Regions from separate parts of the Mus musculus genome. Here region 1 is linked to region 2. The links are chromatin contacts, called in public promoter capture Hi-C maps. All regions are on one chromosome and are shown on one strand. The core of a region is the stretch at or near the end of the contact, and the rest is flanking DNA. Distances in the headings are between cores, read along the strand shown.

What was found. Promoter capture Hi-C pulls out the DNA fragments that hold promoters and counts their contacts.
Region 1: a contact with region 2 is called in a promoter capture Hi-C map of liver, with 5 times the contacts expected there. The contact joins the promoter of Mia2 here to the promoter of Prps1l3 in region 2. A contact is called at or near these places in 3 of 39 promoter capture datasets (hippocampal neurons and liver).

The regions. Positions count from the first base shown.
Region 1 is chr12:59,093,019-59,097,921 of GRCm38.p6, forward strand. Mia2 (MIA SH3 domain ER export factor 2) reads left to right here and starts at 2,573. Exons shown (of 30, transcript NM_001368839.1): 1 at 2,573-2,896. The coding sequence starts at 2,782. It also overlaps the pseudogene Rpl21-ps3.
Region 2 is chr12:57,227,970-57,232,670 of GRCm38.p6, forward strand. It overlaps Prps1l3 (phosphoribosyl pyrophosphate synthetase 1-like 3), which reads left to right and starts at 2,443. Exons shown (of 2, transcript NM_001037746.3): 1 at 2,443-2,642. It overlaps Mipol1 (mirror-image polydactyly 1), which reads left to right and starts at 2,456. Exons shown (of 10, transcript NM_001164370.1): 1 at 2,456-2,642.

The DNA.
Region 1 (4,903 bases), core at 1,323-3,822, 1.9 Mb after region 2:
CATCCACTCCTATTATCCTTAGGTTTGGTCTTCTCAATGTGTCCTGGATTTCCTAGATGTTTTGAGTTAGGATCTTTTTGCATTTTGCATTTTCTTTGATTGTTGTGTCCATGTTCTCTATGGAATCTTCTATACCTGAGATTCTGTCTTCCATCTCTTGTATTCTGTTGCTGATGCTCGCATCTATGGTTCCTGATTTCTTTCCTAGGATTTCTATATCCAGAGTTGTCTCCCTTTGTGTTTTTTTTTTTTTTTATTGTTTCTACCTCCATTTTTAGATCCTGGATGGTTTTGTTCAATTCCATCACCTGTTTATCTGTGTTTTCCTATCATTCTTTAAGTGAGTTATTAATGTCCTTCTTAGGGGTCTGATTTCTATTTAAATGTCATCACCAATTATATTGCAGACTCATGAATGTATTCAAGAAACTGATCTACACTGTGTGTGTGTGTGTGTGTGTGTGTGTGTGTGTGTGTGTGTGTGTGTGTACAACTATGGAATGCTCTGTGGCAAGTCACTTAACCCTCAAGTGCAAGTTCATGTTGCACTGTATTCTTTTGGGAGATGCAAAATCTCGATCTGGGAGAGAACAGACTTCCTACTGATAAACAAACCAGCAGGCAGTGTACTGCTCTGTTACGAGTTTGAAAGCAAAGCTCCTTTACTTTAGCTTACAGGTGTGTTGAATATTTGTTTTATTTCTGTCTGGCACTGAAGTGGAATGTGCTACCTTGGGACCCAAGGACCTTCAGATCTAGTTCCCTTAAACAGAATTTCCCAATATAGGACTTTGACCCTTTTAAAGCAATAGCAACATTCAAATGACAAAATGATTTTCACAACTTATTTTTAAATGACAGATGCTTATTGGCTTTTACTAAGGAAATCTCTAAAGGAGAATACATCCTGAAATCACATTTCCACTCTTCAGGGAAACATTTTCAGAATTTTCTCATCTCACTTTCCCTCCACTTTTAGAAATACACGTTTAATTTTTTTTTTTTTTTGTGCTGGTATTTTATTTCTTTGTGTACATTAGGCCATGAATTCGTATGGAATGGGCTCCAACAGCTCAGGCTCTTTTCCGTTAGTCCTCACAAAGTGTGCTTCTCTGGGTGGTGCAGGCTGACACTTCAGCTGCCCCCAGGTGCCCTTCTCTTTGGCTTCCTTTTTCTTCTGGTCGTTCTCCTTCACCCACTTCAGGAAGCTGTCCCTGCTCTTTGAGTGCTTGATGTGCTCAATCCGCACATTGATCCTCTTGGCCAGAACTTTGCCCTTAACTTGCTTGTTTACAATGATGCCCACGGCATGCTGGGTGACATTGTAGACTCTTCCGGTTTTGCCGCGGTAGCACTTATGGGGCATTCCTTTTTGAACAGTGCCCATTCCCTTGATGTCTACAATATCACCCTTCTTGTAGATTCGCATGTATGTGGCCAAAGGAACAACGTCATGTTTCCTAAAAGGCCTAGAGAACATGTACCGGGTGCCTCTCCTCTTTCCCTTTATGTTCGTCATTTTGGCGAGTTACTGGAAGATGGCTGCGGCGGCCGAAAGCCACGTTTAATTTTTAATGTGTGGAATAACTCTCTATTTCTGTTTTCTCACAAGAGATGACTTAAAAACACACAGTAGCTTGTGTGTTGCTCTACCACAGCACCTACGTTTAGATTTATTCTTCACTCACTTCATGATATTGGATAGCTTAGCCTGTGTCTACTGTGGCTTATGTGCAAATATTAAGGTGATAATGTCACCGGTCCCAGAGAGCTGGTGTAAAGTTGAGATCACATCAAGAACTACTCACATTATCTAGGCACTTCAAATAATATGTGGATCATAGTAATAGTTATTATGTTTTAACTATTATTCTAACTGTGACTTCATAACAACACTGAAGATTTTTTAACATACCCAAAGGAATAGCTTTTCTGATAATTTCATCATATTTCAAAATCATACTTTTGACATAAATTGATAATGCTTTTTATATAACTATACATCTTCTTTTTAATGTCACAGGTATGGCAATTGTTTCTGGTTAATGTATTTGAAGTTTTTTCCCCCAAAAACAATAAATTCATTTTTGATTATGCGTTTAACTTTTAAAATTACATTTATCATTTACACATATACCCTTTCTGTCAGTCGGTGTGAGTGTGTGTGTGTGTGTGTGTGTGTGTGTGTGTGTGTGTGTGTGTGTGAATGAGTGTAGATCAGACTGCCACTTCTGGAATCAAGTCTGTCCTTTTACCAAGTGGGTCCTGGGTAATATTAAACTCAGGTTATCAGGCTTCATGATAAGAGTACTTATTAACTGAGCTATTTTCTGGCTCTATACCTTCTCTTTTGAAGGTAGAACCTGCATGTAGTAAATATTTGGTTTGTACTCATTGACTCATCTGCCTGAAGACTGTGGCAGAGATTGAGGTACCTTCTTTGGAGGCTTAAGAACCGTCAGACCGAGCACAGGGTGCCTTTAAGTGAGTCAGTTTCACATGGGCTACTTTATAACACATTGGTCCGGCTAAAACCCCTGTTAATTATTAAGCCCTTCGGTATCATCCGGCTACCTGACTCTGCAGACTGAGACCAGAGAGTGTTAATTTCTGAAGCTGGGCCAGCGCCCCATCGGGAAAATGTAGCTACGAAGGGATTGAAGAATACACAGCTTTTTCCTCTTGCGCTACGGAAGGGAGCGTCGCATGGGCTGTTTTTCTGGCATGCCTGCCGCCTAACATTCTAACGCTTGTCCAGGATCCTTGGTGGCTTGTTTAGGCATGGCGGAAGTCAGTGTTCAAAGAATCCTTCTTTTGGTTGTTTCTCTGGCCAAGTGTCTGGAGGGTACAAAGTTGCTGGCACACCTTAAGAAGTGTGGTGACTTGGAATGTGAAAGTAAGTTCGCTTTTCTTATTCTCTCTTACACTGAGTTCTAAAATCACATTAAATCTCACGGTGAACTTGTGGGGCAAAAAGTCAATGTTAGTAGTATTGATGGCTATTTGAATTATAAAGTATAGCTTCAGGCGAAAAAGGGAATTCTAGAAGCAAAGCATTTTGTGGCAGCATAATTATAAATTTTACACATTTAATAAATTTAATAATTTATATGTTAACATAAGCATAAAGACAAAAATTACACTGATAGAACTATGGTAGAGATAGTATTAATTCGTGTGTCAAAAACTAAATAACCAGCTTTTTAGCCATTTTTGTTTTGTTTTGTTTTGTTTTGTTTTGTTTTGTTTTGTTTTAAAGATAATTGAGTTGTTTGGAAAGCCATCGGGCAGTTTGTTAACTCACTGTCGATGAAGCTCATATGGGTTAGTTTCTATTTCACAATCAGAACTTTCCGATTCTCATGAGTTTCCCCCAAAATGTTTTTACTTCAAACCATCATTTTGAAAACTGTTTAGATGTCCAAATTTTATCAAATGCTAATCATTTGTGTCAGTTTATTATGTAAAAATGCTAAAATAAGTGTTTCAATGTGTGTGTATGATGTATAACATTTAATATGAAACTTTCTTAAGTCTCTATGAAGAGACATTAATTTCTACTTTGTTTATTTTTATTTTATATATATGGGTATTTTGCATGTATGTATATATATATATATATATATATATACACACACATACATACATATACATACACCACATATGTGCCTAGTGCTCATAGAACCCAGAAGAGGGCATTGGATTCCCTGGAACTTGAATTACAGACAGTTACGAGCTTCCACATAGTGCTGGGAACTGAACGTGGGTCTGCAAGAGGATTAGAGGCTCTTAACCACTTCGTCATGTCCCCAGCCCCAAGAACTTAATTTTTTGGTATCTACATAACTGCAAAATAATTTTATTCTGCCAAGTATAATGGCACCAGGAGGCAGAAGTAGGCAGAGCTCTAGTTCCAGGCCAGCTTGATCTACACAATGAGTTCTTTGTCTCAAAAGGACAACAGGAAAAAAGATATCCTCATCTTAGAGTTCCTGAAAAAATTCCTATCTTTTCAAGATGAAAATTATGTCTAATTTTGCAAAATGTAAATTAAAATGCAATATGTGACACAAAAATGTCTAAGACATGCAAGTATATTTAATGATTTATTTACCTCTGTTTTGTGTGTATTAGTGTATGCCTCCACGCATGTAAAGGCATTGGGTGTGTGCCTGGTGCCCCAGAGGCCAGAGAGCATTCTGACTAGACTAGACTAGAGCCACAAATGACAATGAGTCACAATGTGGGTGCTGGGAATTGGATGCAGGTCCTCTAGAGGAGCAGCCAGTGTTCCCATCTGCTGAGTCACTTCTCCAGCCCCAGGAATTTTTGTTTTGTTTTGTTTTTGTTTTTTGTTTTTTTGTTTGTTTGTTTTGTTTTCGAGACAGGGTTTCTCTGTGTAGCCCTGGCTGTCCTGGAACTCACTCTGTAGACCAGGCTGGCCTCGAACTCAGAAATCCACTTGCCTCTGCCTCACAAGTGCTGGGATTAAAGGCATGTGTCACCACTGCCCAGCAGAAATATTTTTATAAGTAAAAACCATGTGCGTTTATCTTTCCTTCCTTCCTTCCTTCCTTCCTTACTTCCTTCCTTCCTTCCTTCCTTCCTCCCTCCCTCCCTCCCTCCCTCCCTTCCTTCCTTCCTTCCTTCCTTCTTTCCTTCCTTCCTCCCTTCCTCCCTCCCTCCCTCCCTCCCTTCCTCCCTTCCTCCCTTCCTCCCTCCCTCCTCCCCCCTTCCTTCCTTTCTTTCTTTAACTGTCCCTCTGTAAACCAGGCTGGCCTTCATCTCATAGAGATCAACCTGCCCCTGGCTCCCGTGCTGGGATTAAAGGCATATACCAGAGTATGCTCTGCCAACTACATGGTATTTTATAGCAAAGATCCTTTAATTTTCCCTCTAATAC
Region 2 (4,701 bases), core at 1,193-3,692:
TTCCCTTCTCAGAAGAGGGCAGGCCTCCCACAGACAAGCCTTGGCATATCAAGTTGCAGTAAGACTAGGCGCATCTTCTATTGCCAGTAGATGAGGCAGTCCAGTTAGCAGAAAGGCTGGCAGTGTAGGCAGAGACAGTCCTTGCTCCTGCTGTAAGAGTCACACATGAAGACCGTGCTGCATGACTGTTACACATGATCTCTCACTGCTTTTATTCAGGTCCACACTGAGAAAGAGCAGGAAGCAGAACATAAAGATATGAAAAATGTGCCATTTTGTGAGCAAGTTTAAAGCTGCAGACAAGAAATGGCTGCTGACAAAACAGCTGTGATCATTAAAGAGATCTGTGGCACTAAATAGAAATCTACTCTGCACTGGGACAATAGCAAAGGTGTCCTGTGGGTAAGACCCAACCATCAAAGGCTCCAACTTGAGAATTTGCAAATTCATCTGAATGGAGAGAGGGTGAACTGAGAATACCACTCTCTGCATAAAACAAGCACCCATTACAATGTTTTCTCAGATCAGCCTTAAAAGTACACAGTGGCCACTGCACCTCTATTCCAAAATGGCCAAGAACTTGGCAGCTTTGTCTGAGTGGCACTGATTATCAGGCATGAAAGATGCCACATGAAAGATGCTGGTCTCCTCAGCTTTCTGGAACGTTATAGCACAGGCCTGCACAAATCCCTTCACACCTGAAGAGGTCCAGAGAGGCTCTTGTATGACGCTTGGGAGGTGATGTTGGAGATACTACAACTGTGGGACATCCACTGAGGTGCAGGTGTGGATGGAAGGCTACATGACTTATAGGCAAGAGAGCTAGTGCCCACAGGGTTGTGCAAGCTTATTGGAGTCCAAAGAATTCCAGCTGTTGAATATGGAGCTTCAAGATTTTATGTCTGCTGTGCTGAATTTCAGTGTTTTTCTTACTTGATCTTCCCTTGCTATCTTAATCTCTGGAACACTACTGTATACTGAAAGTACACAATTTTTCATTTTATGGGGGCTCATTTTTTTCTTTTTTGTTTTTTTGAGACAGTTTCTCTGTAGCCCTGGCTGTCCTGGAACTCACTTTGTAGACCAGGCTGGCCTTGAGCCCAGAAATCCGCCTGCCTCTGCCTCCCAAGTGCTGGATTAAAGGTGTGTGCCACCACTGCCCTGCTAGGGCTCATTGTTTAGAAGTTAGTGTGGCCTCTTTTTTGGAAACTTTTGCTATGTATCCCAGGCTGTCCTGGAATTCACGTTCACTCTTCAAAGGTTCAGAATTACAGATGTGTACCACCATAATCATATTTTTTTAGTGGTGGTTTGTTTACATAAAAATATGATTCAACTCCGACTAATGTAAAGTAATAAATAAAATTTAAAAATGCATTTAAAGCCTGAATCTGTCACAAGTCACTAGTACTAGTCATTAGTTACATAAATAATGAAACTTTTTCTTTTTAGTATTATGCTCTATTTATTCCAAATAATTTCCATCTGGTCATCTCATCCTTTTTTTCCATGCTTCATTCCTCCTGTCACCTACTTTGTGGAGTATGTGGCACTTCTGAAAGGTGAACCTTTGCTAGAGGAAATGGGTCACTGCTTTTTGGTTATAGAGCCCAGCTCCATTTTCTATTCTCTTGTTTTTTGACTGGATGGCTAGCCACTTTGCCATCCTGCCTTTATTAGCATGGTGGACACGGATCTCGTATTGCTATAAGCCAAAATAAAGTCTTTCACGAACTTTGTCTATTAATTCAGAAAATAAATATAATTTTCTGCTGTGGGTGTAAAAAATTACTATTATTACTGTTACCCCAGCATCCAGAAGACTACTTGGCATGTAGTATGCCCTCAATAAATAGATAAGTTAGAGTGACTTCAATAGCTCAACACTAAATTACCAGAGCATCAGTGGCTAGGGTGGGGTGCAGGAGTTCTAGATTAGATAGGGCAGCATAGGGACACTACTTCTCTTTCTTTAAAAGGAGAAAAATATTCGAATATTATCAGCTATATCATCTAATAGAATTCCACATTACTCCTATACTTCGCTTTAAAAATATCCCTGGCGTTCAGCCCTTTCTTTTAAGTTCTGCGATTGAACATTCTGAGTACACCCTTTCTAGTCCTGAAGTCAAAATGTCACCAGCCTTAAAGCTTTTCTGAAACCATTGGCCGATGTCTAAGTCTCACTCTGGCTCACTTCGCAGGACCTTTCCTTCTGTCCCCGCAAAGCACTGCGCACAGAAGGAAACCACTGCCCAGTGAAGATACTCCATGGGATGAGCCCGAGAACCACACATTTCCCCAGTTAGCGCGCACTGGTTGTCAGCTCCTCCCACAGAACGCGACCTCGAGGTCGCCTTCCTTTCCAGCAGCCCGGAACCATCCTTGAGCCCTCCAGCTCGCCGGAAGCCCCGCCCCGTCCCGCCCCGCCCCGCGGCAGCCAGCGGACTCGCGCATGCTCGCTGCGCGCAGCCTCGTCCCCGCGTGCTCTCGCGCGCTTCCTCTCGCCCGCTCTGCTCTTTTTGGTTACTCAGGGGCACGCGCAGCGTTTCGCGCGACGATTGGCTGCCTCGGTGGCGGCGCCACAGGACCGGGCAACTACGCGAGCGGAGTGGGCGCTTAAGGATCCCGCGGCTCCTCAGGTAACGGCGTGGACCGGGAGCGGCTGGGGGAGGGGGGAGAACCTCAGGGTGGCCTGCAGCCCGCCCGGGACTTCCGGCCGCGGCCCCTGGAGGTGCAGGAGCGCTGCGTGGCCCGCGTCGCGGCGTCCTCAGGTGACAACACCGCTCCTTCTCCAGGTTTCGGCCTCATGGCGTCATAGTCTTTCAAAAGTTAAGAAGGGACGAACAATGACTCGGAAGTGTGGGCTGTTTTTCCTCTAAGCTTTGACGAGTTAGGGTTTCAGTCCTGGCGGGACCGCGGATCCACTCTGTGCTTTTGCGGGACACTTGAGCGATTCACAGTTCTCACCCTTCAAAGTGCGAGCAAAAACCCCAGTGTAGTTCAGTATGCCCGGCGCCTACATTAGTAAGATGCAGCTGCAAACTCTGCCTTCACTACATTCAAGATTTGGCTTTTCTTTTTTTTCTTTTTCTTTTTGGTTTTTTTTTCGAGACAGGGTTTCTTTGTATAGCCCTGGCTGTCCTGGAGCTCACTTTGTAGACCAGGCTGGCCTCGAACTCAGAAATCCGCCTGCCTCTGCCTCCCGAGTGCTGGGATTAAAGGTGTGCGCCACCATCGCCCGGCCAAGAGCTGGCTTTTCTAACTGGAGGATGACACCACCCAGTGGTATTGGTGAAGTACTTGAAGTTGGACACTACAAGATAGAAGAATAGACTAGGTTTCTAAGAGAATAGGCCTTTGGAAGGGCTCCTTGAGCGTTTTGATGTCCGTTAATTCCCGATGGTGGTAGACAGCTAAAGAAGGACAGTTTTAACCTGTCTCACGAGTTACCTCACTTTGCAAAGTTTCGTATTGCCATCTGGAATGAACCTCACATCAAAGGACAGTTAGTTACATAATCATTACATAGGCTATCATCCCGTACCTCAATGTGCCTCAAACTAGAGTGACTTGAGAGGAGGGTAGTTAAAGGAGGAATTGCCTCCATCAGATTGGGAACATTTTCTTGATTAATGATTGATATGAGAGGGCCCAGATCACTGGGTTTTTTCAGCCCCAGGCAGGTTGGACCGCAGTTGTTAAGGAAGCAAACCAAGCATGCTATGGAGAGCAAGCCAGTAAGCAAGGTTACTCCCTGGTCTCTGCTTCAGTTCCTGTTTCCAGGTTCCAGCCTTGAGCTCTTTGCCTTGTTGCCCTGGATGGCGATGGATGCTGACCCTCCACTATGTTTGTTTTTGGTCATGGTAGTCTTGTCAAATTGAAAGAAACCAACCTAGATCCAATCCTATGAAAATAATATAGCAATATATATATGTATATACTTTAAAGATTTATGTATGTGAATAAACTGTTGCTCTCTTTAGACACACCATAAGAGGGCATCAGATCCTATTACAAATGGTTGTGAGCTACCATGTAGTTGTTAGGAATTGAACTCAGGACTTCTGGAAGAGTCAGTGCGTTTAACCACTGAGCCATCTCTACAGCCCAAGCAATATATTTATTTAATGGAGGCAAAGTTTGTAAAAGTGAGATAATATGAATTATTTCACTAGATAAAAGTAATAATGGCAAAACAAATATGAATAGGACATGTACATTATTCTTCAAAGACAGTATAAAATAAAAATCTTTGTGTGATAAGTTTGAAAGCTTAATAAACATACAAAACCATGCTTAAGTCCTGTGTACAATTTATTGCATTTTCATGAAGTATAATTATGTCTTGAAATTTAATTTTAATATATATATAGGTATGTGATATAGTATAAATTTAAAGTACTGCATTAGATTTGTGTATGTACATTGAGATTGCTTTCATTATGTGTAATATGTGTACAGTTTAGAAATAACTAGACTATAACAGGGTTCAGTTTACTGTAGTTTATAATCTTGAATATTCTTCTTGTTTCTTCTTTAAACATACCAACATCTGTCTCCGTCTTTTTCTTAAGACATTCTCTTTTGAGTCTGGCTGTTTGAGAAGTTGCTATGTAGACCAAGCTGAACTTGAACTCAGGGAAATTATCCTGCCTCTGCCTCCCAAGTGCTGGGATTAAATGAGGGCACCACCCCACA